2 separate regions of the Rattus norvegicus genome follow, and region 1 is linked to region 2. A link is a contact called in public Hi-C data. All regions are on one chromosome and are shown on one strand. The core of a region is the stretch at or near the end of the contact, and the rest is flanking DNA. Distances in the headings are between cores, read along the strand shown.

Region 1 (7,259 bases), core at 745-3,244, 150 kb before region 2:
ACATTCTCCTACACTGGGGGTCCAACCTTGGCAGGACCAAGGGCTTCTCTTTTCATTGGTGCCCAACAAGGCCATCCTCTGCTACATATGGAGTTGGAGCCCTGGGTCAGTCTTTGGGTAGTGGTTTAGTCCCTGGAAGCTCTGGTTGTTTGGCATTGTTGTTCTTATGGGGTTGCAAGCCCCTTCAGCTCTTTCAATCCTTTCTCTAATTCTTCCAACGGGAGTCCCGTTCTCAATTCAGTGGTTTGATCCTAGCATTCGCCTCTGTATTTGACATGCTCTGGCTGTGTCTCTCAGGAGACATCTATATCCAGCTCCTATCAGCATGAACTTCTTGGGGAAGGCACTTTGATAATGTCTCTTTGTTTTGTTGTAGCAGCAAAACAGACAATAGTGTCACTAGAACAGGCAGAGGGGCGTGACTTGGGGCTTGACTTCGCTAAGCAGCACCACTTCCTGCTTTGATCTGGTCAGCTCTCTGGCATAGCAGGCAGATGAATCCTGGGCTGGAACTGGCCCTGTGGATGGGAATGGGCTCAGGGACCAAGGCACCCACTGATGCTTTGGTTACTATGGAGGTAGGCCCGGTAGAAGTAAAATGGGGACAACTAAGAGTCTTGGATGGCAGCCAGTTATTAATAGTACAGAAGTCTTTTGACCTGTATAGACATCCCATCGAATACCAGGCAGACATCAGCCTGTGGGTTCAGAGATGATGTAAGGGGGAGGGGACAATATACCTATCCTATAGTGTTTCCTCCCTAAATATTAAAACTTCTTGTGTCCTCCAGCTTGTGTCACATGTGTCTTTTTCTCTAAGTGTAAGGACAACCTTTTCAGACAGGCCATACCCTGAAACAGGTCAGATAGGTCCTTTATCCTAAAATGTGACAGTTTAAAATAGCAAGCCTTATCTCACATAGTTTCCTAGGGTCGGGAATCTAAGCTATCAGCTAAGATTGCAGGCACCTGGAGGCTTAGCTGCTAAGGCTGGGTAATTGTCTCTGAGCTCACTCACAAGACTGAGACAGGAAACCTAGGGTTGGCAGGTCCTCATGGTGGAGGTAATGAATAATCTTGTCAACTTGAAATGATCCAGACTCACCAAAGAGACAAGCCTCTGAGTGTGCCTTGGAGGGCGTTTCTAGATAGGGTTAAACTGAGCTGGGCTGGGGTCCCTGACTGAATAAAAATGGGGAGCCATCTGGGTACTGCATTCATCTCTGTGAATGCAAGCTCCAGCCATGATGACCTCCCTGCTGTGACTGGACTGTACCCTCAAATTTGAGCCAAGTAATCCCTTCCTTCCCTCCGTGGCTGTGTCAGGTATTTCATCACAGCTATGAGAAAGTAACTAAATACAGAGAATAGCTGAGCTGGCTGGTTTTGTTAAAGACATAGCTAGAGCTATCTGAAGAGAGGGAACCTCAATGGAGAAAACAACTTCGTGAGATCCAGCTGTAGGGAATTTCCTTAAGTAGTGACTGATGGTATCCCTGGGTCTTGGATTCTGTAAGGAAACAAGGTGAGCAAGCCATCAGGAGCAAGCCAGTAAGCAGCACCCCTCCACTGCCTCCTACACCAGTTCCTGCCTCCAGGCTTCTGTCCTGTTTGAGTTTCCATCCTTCCTTCCTTCAGTGATTGACTATGATATAGAAGTGTAAGTCAAATAAACCTTTTCTTCCCTAAGTTGTTTGGTCTGGGTGCTTCATCACAGCAACAGAAACCCTAAGCAAGACAGTACAGAGCCACGGGAGTTCTAACCCTGAGGAATTGGTCAATGCTATTTATAAAGGAGCATTAGGTTTCAAATTTGACCTCTCTTGCTGCGCTTCTTCATGCGATGGCCTCTATGACTGATAAGAAGTCCCTCACCAGATCCGACCACCAGAACTACAGAATCTCTGTTTCTCATAAAGCACCTGTTCTGTGGGACTCTGTTAGAGCAGTGCACAGTGGATTGGAAACAGCTGTGACCTTTCCAAGGCTGCCCTGTGAAGTTGTAATTCTGTCGGTTATCCTGGGACATAGAAGTCTGCAGTCCAAAGGGATGAACTTTGTATATTTGCTTTTAAAAGGGACTCTGCTCTTTGTTATTTTTACAATCCACATTACTCGAAAACGCATTTCAAGTGAGCTGTTGCAACATCTTATTCTCAGGAAACTAAAGTTGGGCTTTGCAGGGACAGGGATACATCTAAGTCCTTTAGCCAAGGAGTAGACTCAGTGAAATGTTAGTGTATTTTCCTTGGCTTTTCTGTTCTCCATGAGTCCTACACAGCCACAAAATGCAGACCATTTGACAGTGTGCTTGCTCTGAGGAAAATTCCCCATCCTTTCCCCCACTTATTTCTAGCTTACAGAGAAATAAAATTGAAGTAAAAATAATGACAGCTACCATTTATTGTGTGTTTTTAATATGCCCTTCATGAGGGTTTTTTCCTACATGCCTCCATATTTCACAGTGGGAAGGACCCAAGACTAAGGGAATGAGTTTGTTTGAGGTCTGCAGTGTTTTAGCCAGTGTACTATCCATCACAGTCTATGGAATTATAAATCTTGCTTCAAGAACAAATGGCACTGAGTTGTAGGGTTTATTAAAACTCTGTATGAGAAATGACCAGATGTTGTTTTGTGAGGGAGAGTTTGGTAAATGAGGTCTTATTATTTAATGTTTTAGATAAGTTAACCGTGCACAGAATAGGCTTAAAGAACAGTGTAACATGAATTCTTTTAGAAATATTTTACTAGGCATGTGTAAGTATTTGCAAATATTTGTGAGGTGCATGTAACGTTTTGATTTGTGGGTATATGGGTAGTGATTCAGGTTAATTGATATAAGTGTATTGTTGCTAAGTATGTGCCCTTCTTGTGCCACAGAACCCCAGAACTTATCCTTCCTGTTACTAACATGGTGTCATTGACTCCATCCTGGTCCCACCTCCCTACTTTTCCCAACTCCTCCTCTTTTCAGAGCATACGGGTGGGAATGCTGCATGTGTGGTAATTTCACTGTTTCGAGGGCCTCCTGTTGGGTTCCTCACAACAGTCTCAATAATTTACAACCCTGTTAACGGTGAATAAGGGTCCCTCCTTCTCACATCCTTGTGGGCATGGTTCCTTGTTGGTTTTAAATAGTTGTTCCCCAGGAATTCTGATTTGCTCCATCTTGATGATTGGTAATAGCATTCATTTTTATACGCCTGTTGGCTATGTGTATGTCTCTTTCTAAGAAATATTTTCCAGATCTTTAGCACATTTTAATTGAATTATTTTTTCTAAGTAGGCTATTAGGCTGGTATTTAACAAAAGCCTAATCCCTCCTCAATAAGTTTGATATTGGTAGGTTGAAATAGTATAACAAAAAATGAAATTAATAAAAGCAGTTGTCAGCAGGATTTAGCTTATAAAGGAGATTTTTAGATCAACCTATGTATATCAGAATAAATCCAAAAAACAAAGACAAATGAAAGCACCAAAGTTTCCATCAGTCCTGTCAACCCCAGGACTGCACAGCTTTGATCGATGGTGTCCACCATGTTGAAATGGCCTCATCAACTCTTAACTGAGCTTTTGTTCTTTCATTATTTGATGAGTGTTTCTTGTCCATGGGATACTCCAATTACTTTGCCCCATCATCCTCATAAAAGCAAAAGCATTTGTACTCATCTCTCAGTATCCTTGAGGCATTGGCTTCAAGATCCATAAGGACCCCCCAAATTTATGGGCTGTCAAGTCTCTTATGGGAAAGGGTTGACTGAAGATATGGCTAGAAGGGTAAGAGTACATGCTGTGAGCTCAAATACCCAAGACCCATGCAAAACAAAAACAACACAGCAGCTACAGTGTGTGGCTGTGCATGCCTATAACATCATAACATCAGTGTTGGGAGTGGACACAGGTGGATTCCAGGAGCTAGCTTGCCAGGCAAGCTTCATGTTCAGTGAGAGAACTCATGTCAAGGAAATTAATCGAAGATCAATAGAGCAGGATGCCTAATATCCTCCTCTCTATGTTCTGTGCATGCATGTAGCACCATTTCCACTCTACCGTGGCAATTGAAACTACATGGCTGGTGGATGGTTGAATTGTGCCTGTGTGTACTGTGTCTATGGATATAGAGAATACTGTATACTATAGGAGCCTAGGTCTGCTTGTACCACTGGGAAATGGCACTGGTAGCATCAAGGGACCAGAAATAGTCCAGAAATAGTCTCCTGAAAGGTGCTTCTTCCTGATTTCCTGACCTCCAATGGTTGTTGCTCAGAAGTAAAACAATTTCCTGAGGCTGCTTGAAATGACAGAAGTCACTGTTGCCTCTGGATCAGGACACCAGAGCCGCTTCTGTGACAGTATGTAGGAAATAAGTGCCACAGATGCTTAACAAAGGTCACCTTTCCTCAGGGAGCTCATCTCCGCAGTGGGAGAGCACGTTCCTCAAAGTCTAGTCATTTCTGGGCTGTTGACTACCTGGGGTGAGAGAAGTGAAGAATGATTTAATCTGTGACCAGCCCTCAGGATCCTGGAGCCATGCTGAAGGCTCTTCTCTGATTCTGTAAGATAAACAGCAGCTTCCCAGGAGTCACCTTGGGAGAGGCACAGGAGGGTTGTGACCAGTGTGAAGACACAGAGAGCAGAAGGACAGACAGCCATGCCTATTCACGGTATCTGACCACACCTCAGTTTCCTCATCTACAAGGTTGAAAGGGCTCAAGTCCCTTTGCCACAATGCTGCCATGAGACTCAAATGGGAAGCATACATAAAGAACTTAAAATGGTGCCTAGAACACAGCAATGCTCTGAATGACAGGGTCCACGATAAATAGGTGGAAAGCAAGCAATTTAAATCTGATGGGCTCTGGAAGTAAGGTCTGTCATGGAGGTAACACCCAGCAACAGACTTCTTAGGAAGACGGACCGACTCCCGTGATTGACATCTATCGACCTGTGTGATTGACATCTATGTGCCTCTGATGGTGACTCCCATCCCCGAGGGTGAGAATGTGTCTGTTTAGCTCATCACTGCCCCCACAATGTCCTGTACATGCCAGGTATGCAAAGAGCAAGTGAGTGAGCTACCAAAGGGATATTCATTTGACCTCAGTTCTGTCAGTCACACAGGGCTGTAAGTGCCTGGACTCCCAGGAGGAAGGAAGAAAACTGACGGCGGAAGCTCGACTAGCCTGGAGTCTGACCATCAGGCTTTTGCTTGTTTCCCCAACTTGAGCTGAATTCTTGAGGAATAAGGGGAAATTTAAGGCAGGGGATTCTGGGACAGAAGAGGAGACTGGGCCCCATTGGATTATTCTTTTATCTTCTCATGAGCTGAGACAGGACAGTGTAACTATTGAGCAGTCTGAACTACTCCTTTCTTGTACCTGAATCTTATTGTTAACATTCTAATGGGTCACCCTGTCTCCATGCGGTCCTGGAGCTATGACAAAGGAAATCCCACTGAGCACTGCCTTCTAGATTGTCCTTGTCCTCTGCTCTCTACAAACAGACTGGTTAGTGTCTTGTTGCTTCAGATGGGGAGGGTTTGTCTTTTAGCCTAAGATGCCGTATTTGCTGAATCAATCAGTTCTCTCTGCACCACGCTAAGCAACAAATACAGTTGTAGCATGTCATTCTTTGCTCTGTATGTTTCATCGAGTGACAACTGTCATGGATGTCATTACCCTGCACACAGGTGTCTGCTGCAATGATCTCCCTGGCGATCTGCCATTCCAACTTGAGGAATTCTGACAGCTTTTGCTTCTCTGCCCTTACTTCCCACAAACCACTGCTGTGGTTATAGCGCAGAGAGACTTTTCCATTTCCATAAGAGGAAACAGAGAGATGCAGGCATGTGTCTCTGCCATGAAATTCTCTGGCAGTTTCTATCTGTCCCGGCTGAGGACCAACAGTGTCAGGGACACTGTGTACTGCCCAAGCCACAGGTGGCTCAGGTGGGCCGGCAGCTCTACTCACAATCCCCAAGGGGTCGTTGCCCTTTGATCTCTGTCGCATGACTTACCTTAACCTGCCTCAGGTCTGCAGCATGTGGTGTTTGTTCAATACTCTGTGTTGACCATCCCCTGGGGACTTTGGCCTGACCTGACTAGCCCTCCACCCTCAGATGCTAGTAATCAGGAAGTCAGCACATTGTAGGGTAGGGGTACCGATCCTCTAAGCTCAGTTCTTGTTCTAGTTGCCAGCCTATGTCAGCCTGTTTCCCCAGCCATTAGTGTGCATGGGAATCCCCCGCAGGGCTTGCTGGAGTTTCTGACCTGCATGGTCTGAATTTGGACAGTTTCCAAGTGGTGACTCTATTGCAGCTGCTCTGTTCTCAATGACTGCATAAGTAGCCAGCCGGGCAGGGAGGACAGAAGTTTGGCCACCACTGTCTGTGACCAAGAGTTAAAGCGGGTCACCCCAGAATTTAGAACACGAAGATCTGCTCTGGGTCACAGAGCATCTACCAGCTGCCAACCAAAGAAGTAGCAGAGCTGTCATTCACAGAGCAATGCCTTCTGAAAGAACTTGCTTGTTTTCCAAGTAAAGCCCTTCTCCCTGGGTCTGGATAAAGCAAAGATAGCATGAGTTTTGAAGGGACTCCTAGTCATAACCCTGCATCCATGATGTGATGTTTTTGTAGCCTCTTTGACCACAGAATAGACCACAGTCAGATGAATGCAATCTCCATAAGAACCTGGGTGGAGAAGGACTACGGAAGGTTTAAGGAGCGTCAGCAACAAGGCTTTGGGTGCCTTTTTTCCAATCCCTGTCCTCTGACCAGGAAAGCAAAGAGGACATTCTGCCAGACAGGTGAAAAAGAGAGAAAGAGAGAGAGAGAGAGAGAGAGAGAGAGAGAGAGAGAGAGAGAGAGAGAGAGCAAATGAGCTAGCTCTTCCTTCAGACAGGAGTTTCCTCTATCTTTATCCCTGCCCTAAAAGGTTCCACCAAAGGCCCTTGACAGGTACTTGGGAGCAGGACACAAGACATAGGACCGTCATACTCCACAGCTTGCTGGGGGAAGATTGGGAAGATAAGACATAGGAATTTTAGATAACTGCATTCCTAGTGCAGACATTTCATTATTTCTTTGTGTTGGGAGTGTTCAAAATCCTGTCAGAACCTGTGAGATAGCTCAGCTGGTGAAGATGTCTGCCTCAAGCGAGCCTGAGGACCTGAGGTGGATCACCAGGACCCACAGTGTGGAAGGAAAGAACCAACTCCCACACTTTGTCTTCTGATCTCCACATGTACACCATAGCTTC
Region 2 (6,739 bases), core at 366-2,865:
GGTGATATGTGCACTTTATCTATCACTCTATCAAACACTTAAGTCTCAGATAATACTAATTACTACCATGACACTTGGTCATGATTTCCACCTGTGGTCGCACAACAACAATAATTTAAAAAACTGAAGAAAATGTTGTAACTAAGGAAATATTACAGTGCCTGCAGCCCAGTTTCAAACAAACTCAAGATATGAGTTTCTCACATGTCAGTTTAAGATCCACAGCAAAAATCACTAGCTAGTTCAATTTTCAGGCTCCAACCCTAACTCTAGAAACAGTTCATTTTCAGGTTAACCCCACGCCCTGTGCAAGGATCGAACTCAAGGCCTCGCATTGCTGGTTCTGCCACTGAGCCATTCTCCAGACCACAAGATGCTTCTATGTTCCTGTGTTCATCTTCTGTAATGTTTAATTAATAGTTAACTTTAGAATTGCAGGTAAGCCATGGAGGCACAGACAGGGCTCCCACATGACCCACAGCAGCCCCCCACCCCCACCCCATTGTCAGTACTTCATACAGTTAGGGTCCCTCATCACATCCAGGGAATGCCAAGGGGACGATGCCGCTGAGTGTAAAGCTCCTTCAGTGGGGTTTCTCTAGTGACTCATGACTGCCACTTGCTTCTGCTACAGATGTAACCCAGGACCCTGCTGCGCTGAGCTGTTGTGTCTTGATCTCCTTGACTCTGACGGTTCTGGTCTGTTCTTGTTTCTCGTGCACACCTTGTAAGGAGCTACTTTACAACACCTCCTGGAGCTGGATATCCAGGTGGTTAGAACTCGGTGATATGTCGCTGGGAGGAATCCCACACAGCGTGTTGAGCGACCCTCTGTGAAAGTATGGGGCGTGCTTGTATGTACAGTGTGCACAGGACTACTGGTGATGCTAACCCGGTGTCCCTGAAGTAAGCCTGACACTGTGAAAGCCCTGGTTTTCCTTTTCCTTTCCCCCCACTGGTCTTAGCTTATCTTCCTCAAAGGATATTTTTTGCAACATTCCCCAGTTAGTGTACAAGGTGTGGCAATGGTGATTTTCCTAATTTGTAACTGAGGCGAAGTTTACATGGGCCCTGTACCACCACCCTTCCAGGTCACCAACTTTGTGATCCCTTTACTTCTGCAGCCTTTTCTTCTCCAGCCTCGGAAGCATTCGCAGGAGTCTTCCTCCCTCCTAAGTCCTCCCTGGTGTTATAGTATCAGTTTACTCCAACAGAATGAACACATAAACAATATCCTTTTATTAACTGGATGGCTTTTCTATCCCCATATAGTAAAAATTATGGCTAAGATTAAATAGATAGTGGATTAAAGGACAACAAAAAAATGTATTTCCTTTCAAACCTTGATGGGAACAACCCACTTCTGAGGATGAATTCTATCGGTTCTACTAGCGTGACCAGGTGAAGCTGAGAACTTTGTTTCCTTTGTGCTGTGTAGTCCCAGCAGCACCGCAGAACACTGAAGATCTCTGTGCCCTTGGGTTTGATAAACATTTAGATCAACACAGGAAATGAATGCTTAAATCTGAGTGGCTATCTTTGCCAAGGCACCAGAATATTGAAGATACTCGGTACAATCAGTGCCTGCTGCCATCTGGTGGAGCCCTCACCACCTACAGCCTCAACATTCAAAGAGAAAAGATAGGACACAAAAGGCCCAGTTTCCGTAAATCCCCATCCCCAGAGAGGGGATTCTGTGCCAACTCCACGGTACCCACCATCTCTCCAAATGTCAGAGTGCAGGAAGAAATCCCCCAAAAGAAGGAGAGAAAGGTCAGTGTAGGCCTTGGCCATCAACATCCATTTCTTAAATGGAAAGACTTGGAGAGAATGACAGTGGGGGGGAGGGTTTGCCTTGGTGACCCTTGAGGTCACAGCACAACCAATGACCAGAGTCCAGTGGAAGAGACCCAAGATCTGGAGATGATATGACAAGATCAAAAGTCATCCATTGTTTAGACAATCCAGACAAACAGTCTCACTACATGCAATCATCTGGATAGAAGTTTCTAGAGCCCAGGTACAGGTTAACAAAGGTCTCCTAGGACCTTAAACTGCCCACTCTCCTCTAAGACAACCCAGGAAGCTGCCACACAATGGCACCCACCCTGTGCACTCACGGTCATGGACTCTCCCTCGCCAGGTCCTAGAACCCATCCACCCAGTTCACCTGTGCACACAAATGTGACTTTCATCCCTGTGTGACAAAGACACAATAGCACATCACTCTGTCCCTTCCGGTCTTCCCTCCTCTCCCACAGACGGCTCTGAGCGCCTGTTCCATCAGCTTCTCACCATTTAGAAAGGCAGTGATGGACAACAGATTCCTCTCCCCTCCTTTCCACAAGTCAGGCCATCTTGGATCTCCTTTTATGTCCCCCTCTCCTCTTATAAACGCCAGTGTCACCCTTTAGGCCACCAGCTGATTAACCCAGTCCTGGAAGCCACCAGGATGAGCTCTTTTTCCTACAAAGTATTATTCCTCGGTACCATGGTCCAAAGCCACCCTGCATGTGGTGTTTGCCTACAATTCCAATACTAAGGAGGTTGACATAGTTGGGGAGGACTGCTGTGAGTTCAATGCTAGCCCCGGCTATGTAGTGAATTAATGGTTAGCCTCTTGAAGAAACAAAACATGAAACAAAATACAATTCTCTGCACAAGTAGAGCCAGCTCTCAGGAAAACAGCAAACAGGTCATGGGCTCCTTCCTTCCTACGTAGCTCCTGCCATGGTGATCCCACCTTACAGAGGCTGCCTTTCGGTGCTAGAAGGCACAGTAAACGTCAGTGTCCAGAGTGCCAAAGCTAAGAGCTTCCTTAAAGCCGATTGCCAGATTCAACACTGCCTTTCAGGGGCTCCCTCACTTCCGCAGGTCAGTCGGCCTACTGGTTCCAGTCATTACCTCAGAAATGCTTTCCTGGGGCTGGAGAAATGCTCAGCGGTTAAGAATACTTGATGTTCTTCCAGAAGACCCACACTCAGTTCCCAGCACCCACCTGGCGGCTCACAACCGTCTACAACTCCAGTTCTGAGGGATCCAATGCCTTCTTTAGCCTCTGTGGACACCAGGCACACACATGTAAATATATATACTACAGACATGCAGACAAAACACATAGGCAGACACAGAATTAAAATAATAAATATATTTTTAAAAGAATGCCTCATTAATTATTTTCATCATTGTTATACTCTATCTTAAGTAAATTCTAACTAATATGTCAAGCTAACCCCTTTGGAAGTAAGAAGGACATACCCAGCAGTCACCAAGCAGAAGGCACTTACACAGCTTAGTAAGAACTCGGGGATCATTTCTCTGTTTTGGGGAAGTGACCTTTTGGAGTCCAAGGGTGGAGACTGAACCTCTCCTCCAGTTCCACACTGGAAAGGTCTTGCAACCACCACAGTCACTGAGCACAGTCCTCCTGTGCCTTCATAGTAGTCCTCCCATACCTTCACCACAGTCCTCCCACATCTTCACCACAGCCCTCCCACATCTTCACCACAGTCCTCCCACCTTCCCCTCAGTCCTCACACCTTCCCCTCAGTCCTCACACCTTCCCCTCAGTCCTCACACCTTCCCCTCAGTCCTCACACCTTCCCCTCAGTCCTCACACCTTCACCACAGTCCTCACACCCTTACTGCAGTCCTCCCACCTTCCCCTCAGTCCTCACACCTTCCCCTCAGTCCTCCCACCTTCCCCTCAGTCCTCACACCTTCCCCTCAGTCCTCACACCTTCCCCTCAGTCCTCACACCTTCCCCTCAGTCCTCACACCTTCACCACAGTCCTCACACCTTCCCCTCAGTCCTCACACCTTCCCCTCAGTCCTCACACCTTCCCCTCAGTCCTCACACCCTTACTGCAGTCCTCCCACACCTTCACCGCAGTCCTCCCAGGCCTCCAGCAAGGCTCTTACCTGATATTTTCACAGGACTTTGAAAGCTGGGTTGGATTTTATGGACGTTATCATTTTTTAACACCTGATCCAGAGGCGATCTTTCAAAGAAGGTGAGGACAACCTCAGACCTAGAATACTGGGAACAACCAGTGATTACTGAAGAGGTAAACCTCTCCACAGCAGGTCCCACGTGTGTGCTGGGATGGTGTTTCTGCACAGAGGTGACCCCAACTAATGTGATGCTCAGGAGACAGCCCCAGACCTGTGCAGGGGCTGGTTGATGGCCTGTGCCCGGTGACTGGATCACTGTAGCTTCTTTGTTTAAAGGTGGCTACAGGCAAGGCCGCTCGCTGGGGCGGGTGGCTCTGTGGAATGCTTTGCATGAAGCTGGTATATCACACCTGGCTGCCTCCTTTACTCTCTGCTGGGTTGCTTCTATGTGCCCCATTTTTCCAGCGGGGGAAACAGAACCTTTAAGAGCTAAGGAGTTCTGCCTGACCCTCCAGGTTCTTATTTCCTGCACCAAGCTCACAGACTCAGTTATAAAGAAATGTAACTGAATGCAGAGCTGCCAGTGTGGATGCTGACCCTGCTCTTAGCTTCTGGTACCTGCTCTGAATCTAAGCAAGAAGAGAGGGTTCTGAGGGGAGGGAAGAGAGCAAAGGCCTCTGCTTCTGGAGAAGCCTCTGTCTGTCTACTCCTGCTTCGCACCTCATAGCTCTCCTTCTACTCTGTCCCCAGGAAAGAAAAGACTCCAGCAGGGAGCCCAGAGATATCTCCCTTCCCTAGATCTGACAGGACTTCTGATGGGAAGGAAACACTGAGTGAGATGCAGGGAGCTGTCTTTAAGCCTGCTGGTGATGGGTCACTCTGGCCTCCCTGCTCACCTTGCACGGCATGCTAATGACCGTCTCCAGCAGCTTCTCGACTTCGTTCAGCCTGGTCTCTATGTCATGTGCACCCTTGATGGCAAGCAGCCCTAGAACAGAGACAGAAATGGCCGGGTCAGTCAGGCGAGCAGGCTATGATGAAATATGCACCAGCTACACAACAGGTGTCCCTCGAAGACACCACCCCAATGTCACCTTCCACAGCAAAATGTCCTATTCTTAAGGTAGACACATCTCAGTGCCTCCCCTGAATTCTTAAAACCACAGATAGAGCCAGACCTAAAAGGACAAAGCCTTTTCCACCCTAATTTAGCTCAAATCACAGCCGTACCCATGGCTGTTGCTCTTGCAGTTTAAACTGAGATGGGAAAGCTGTCGTGAATTTCGCTTTCACAATTTCACGGACAGATGATACCCTCTACTGTAGATTGTAGCCCCCTCTGCCTGCATTTTTGGGTCTTGGTTTCCTCATTCAGATGCAACTATCCACCTCTTCTTTTGAAGAGAGAATCCATAGCATCTCTTTGCATGCCCGAACAGCCAACATAGCTACTCTCCCATTTTATGACCAGCATTAAACAAAAGTGGGCTCATGGGACTCTGAGCACTGAGATACCAAACATGAGAGGCCCAATAGTCAAGACAGCTGCTCATGGCTAATGATTGGTGCTCAGGTTATATATACATATATATGCGTGTATATATATATCCCGAGACAAAAGAACCAGTCTCATCCCAGGGGAGACAGGGTGGGACGGACAGCTTAACAATTCACTGTGCTTCCCAGAATGGCATGGAATTTGAAAACAAATAGAAATTGCTTATTTTGAGAACTTCTGACTTAAAAGAGCAAGAAACAAAGCCTCAGATAGGGGAAATTCAGGACTGGCTTGGCCTCCTGTGTCAAGCGCTAACCTATAAGGTCCTTGCTAACTTTCATCCAAGAAGCCTATCTGTAATGTATGATTCTGCTGTGACATCCTGATGTCACACATAGAACAGTGGAAGTATAACAGGGCTGTAAGATCTCCTGCAGCGGGACATTCTGGGGCCATGTCACTAACACCTAGACACAGCACAGCTTAGCCAGAGACCCCTCGGTTGCCACCAGTACGATGACTGCACAAGGGGTGGGTGTCCCAGAATCCACTACCCCTAATGACACAGGAGAGGACTCACTCTGCCCATGACAGCTGCCCAGACCACAAGGCCTGTGTAAACGGAGCCCATATTTAGGCAAAGCATCTAAATGTAATGTTCAGAAGGAAAAATAGATCTCAGGGAAAACCCATGTGGGCATGACTCATGGCCCTCTCCGGAACCCAAGCATCGGTACTTGTTATAGGCACTGCAGAGTGGTCACCACAGGCTCTGACAGGCTGTTAGTCTGTGCAGTATTTTATTTTTAAAGTCTTATAGCTCAAGGCCATATGTGGAGCTTACTGTCTCCCATGAGCGATGTAAAGATAGGACTTCTCACTTCAGCCTCTCCCACCAGCTTTCAAGGGATGGAATTAAGAGTCCTTTGTATGGTAGCTTTGCTCCGGACTCTGTATGACCAGCATGGCACAATCCCTATGTCTGCAACAGAACCCCAGAGACCTAGATCCCAGAACTATGGTCAGTCCTGAAAAGTTTCTCTCAGGCTCTGGTTTGGTTTTGTTAACAAAAGGTAAAGTGCTAGGGATTTGGGCAACTGACCACCTGCATCAACTGACACCTGCATCAATGACCACCTGCATCAACTGACCATCTGCATCAACAGACCATCTACATCAACTCACACCTGCATCAACTGACATCTACATCAATGACCACCTGCATCAACTGACATCTGCATCAACTGACACCTGTAACAATGACCACCTGCATCAACTGACATCTGCATCAACTGACCATCTATATCAACTGACACCTGCATCAGCTGACCTCCTGCATTGGCTGAC

What was found. A called contact is a pair of places that touch in the nucleus more often than the background predicts.
Region 1: a contact with region 2 is called in a Hi-C map of liver, with 4 times the contacts expected there. The contact joins two enhancer-like sites. A contact is called at or near these places in 3 of 12 Hi-C or Micro-C datasets (kidney and liver).

What each region holds. Positions count from the first base shown.
Region 1 is chr17:30,642,211-30,649,469 of GRCr8, reverse strand. No RefSeq gene overlaps it. Among named protein-coding and RNA genes, the nearest start is that of Slc22a23, 100 kb to the left of the region's middle. Within about 2 kb of position 1,994, at least 2 of the 93 cell types and tissues checked have an H3K27ac peak or open chromatin away from gene starts, as enhancers often do. A contact at or near this core is called in liver, where this site is marked.
Region 2 is chr17:30,495,912-30,502,650 of GRCr8, reverse strand. Pxdc1 (PX domain containing 1) reads right to left here. Exons shown (of 5, transcript NM_001025719.1): 2 at 4,791-4,882; 3 at 3,922-4,039. Among named protein-coding and RNA genes, the nearest start is that of Pxdc1, 17 kb to the right of the region's middle. Within about 2 kb of position 1,615, at least 2 of the 93 cell types and tissues checked have an H3K27ac peak or open chromatin away from gene starts, as enhancers often do. A contact at or near this core is called in liver, where this site is marked.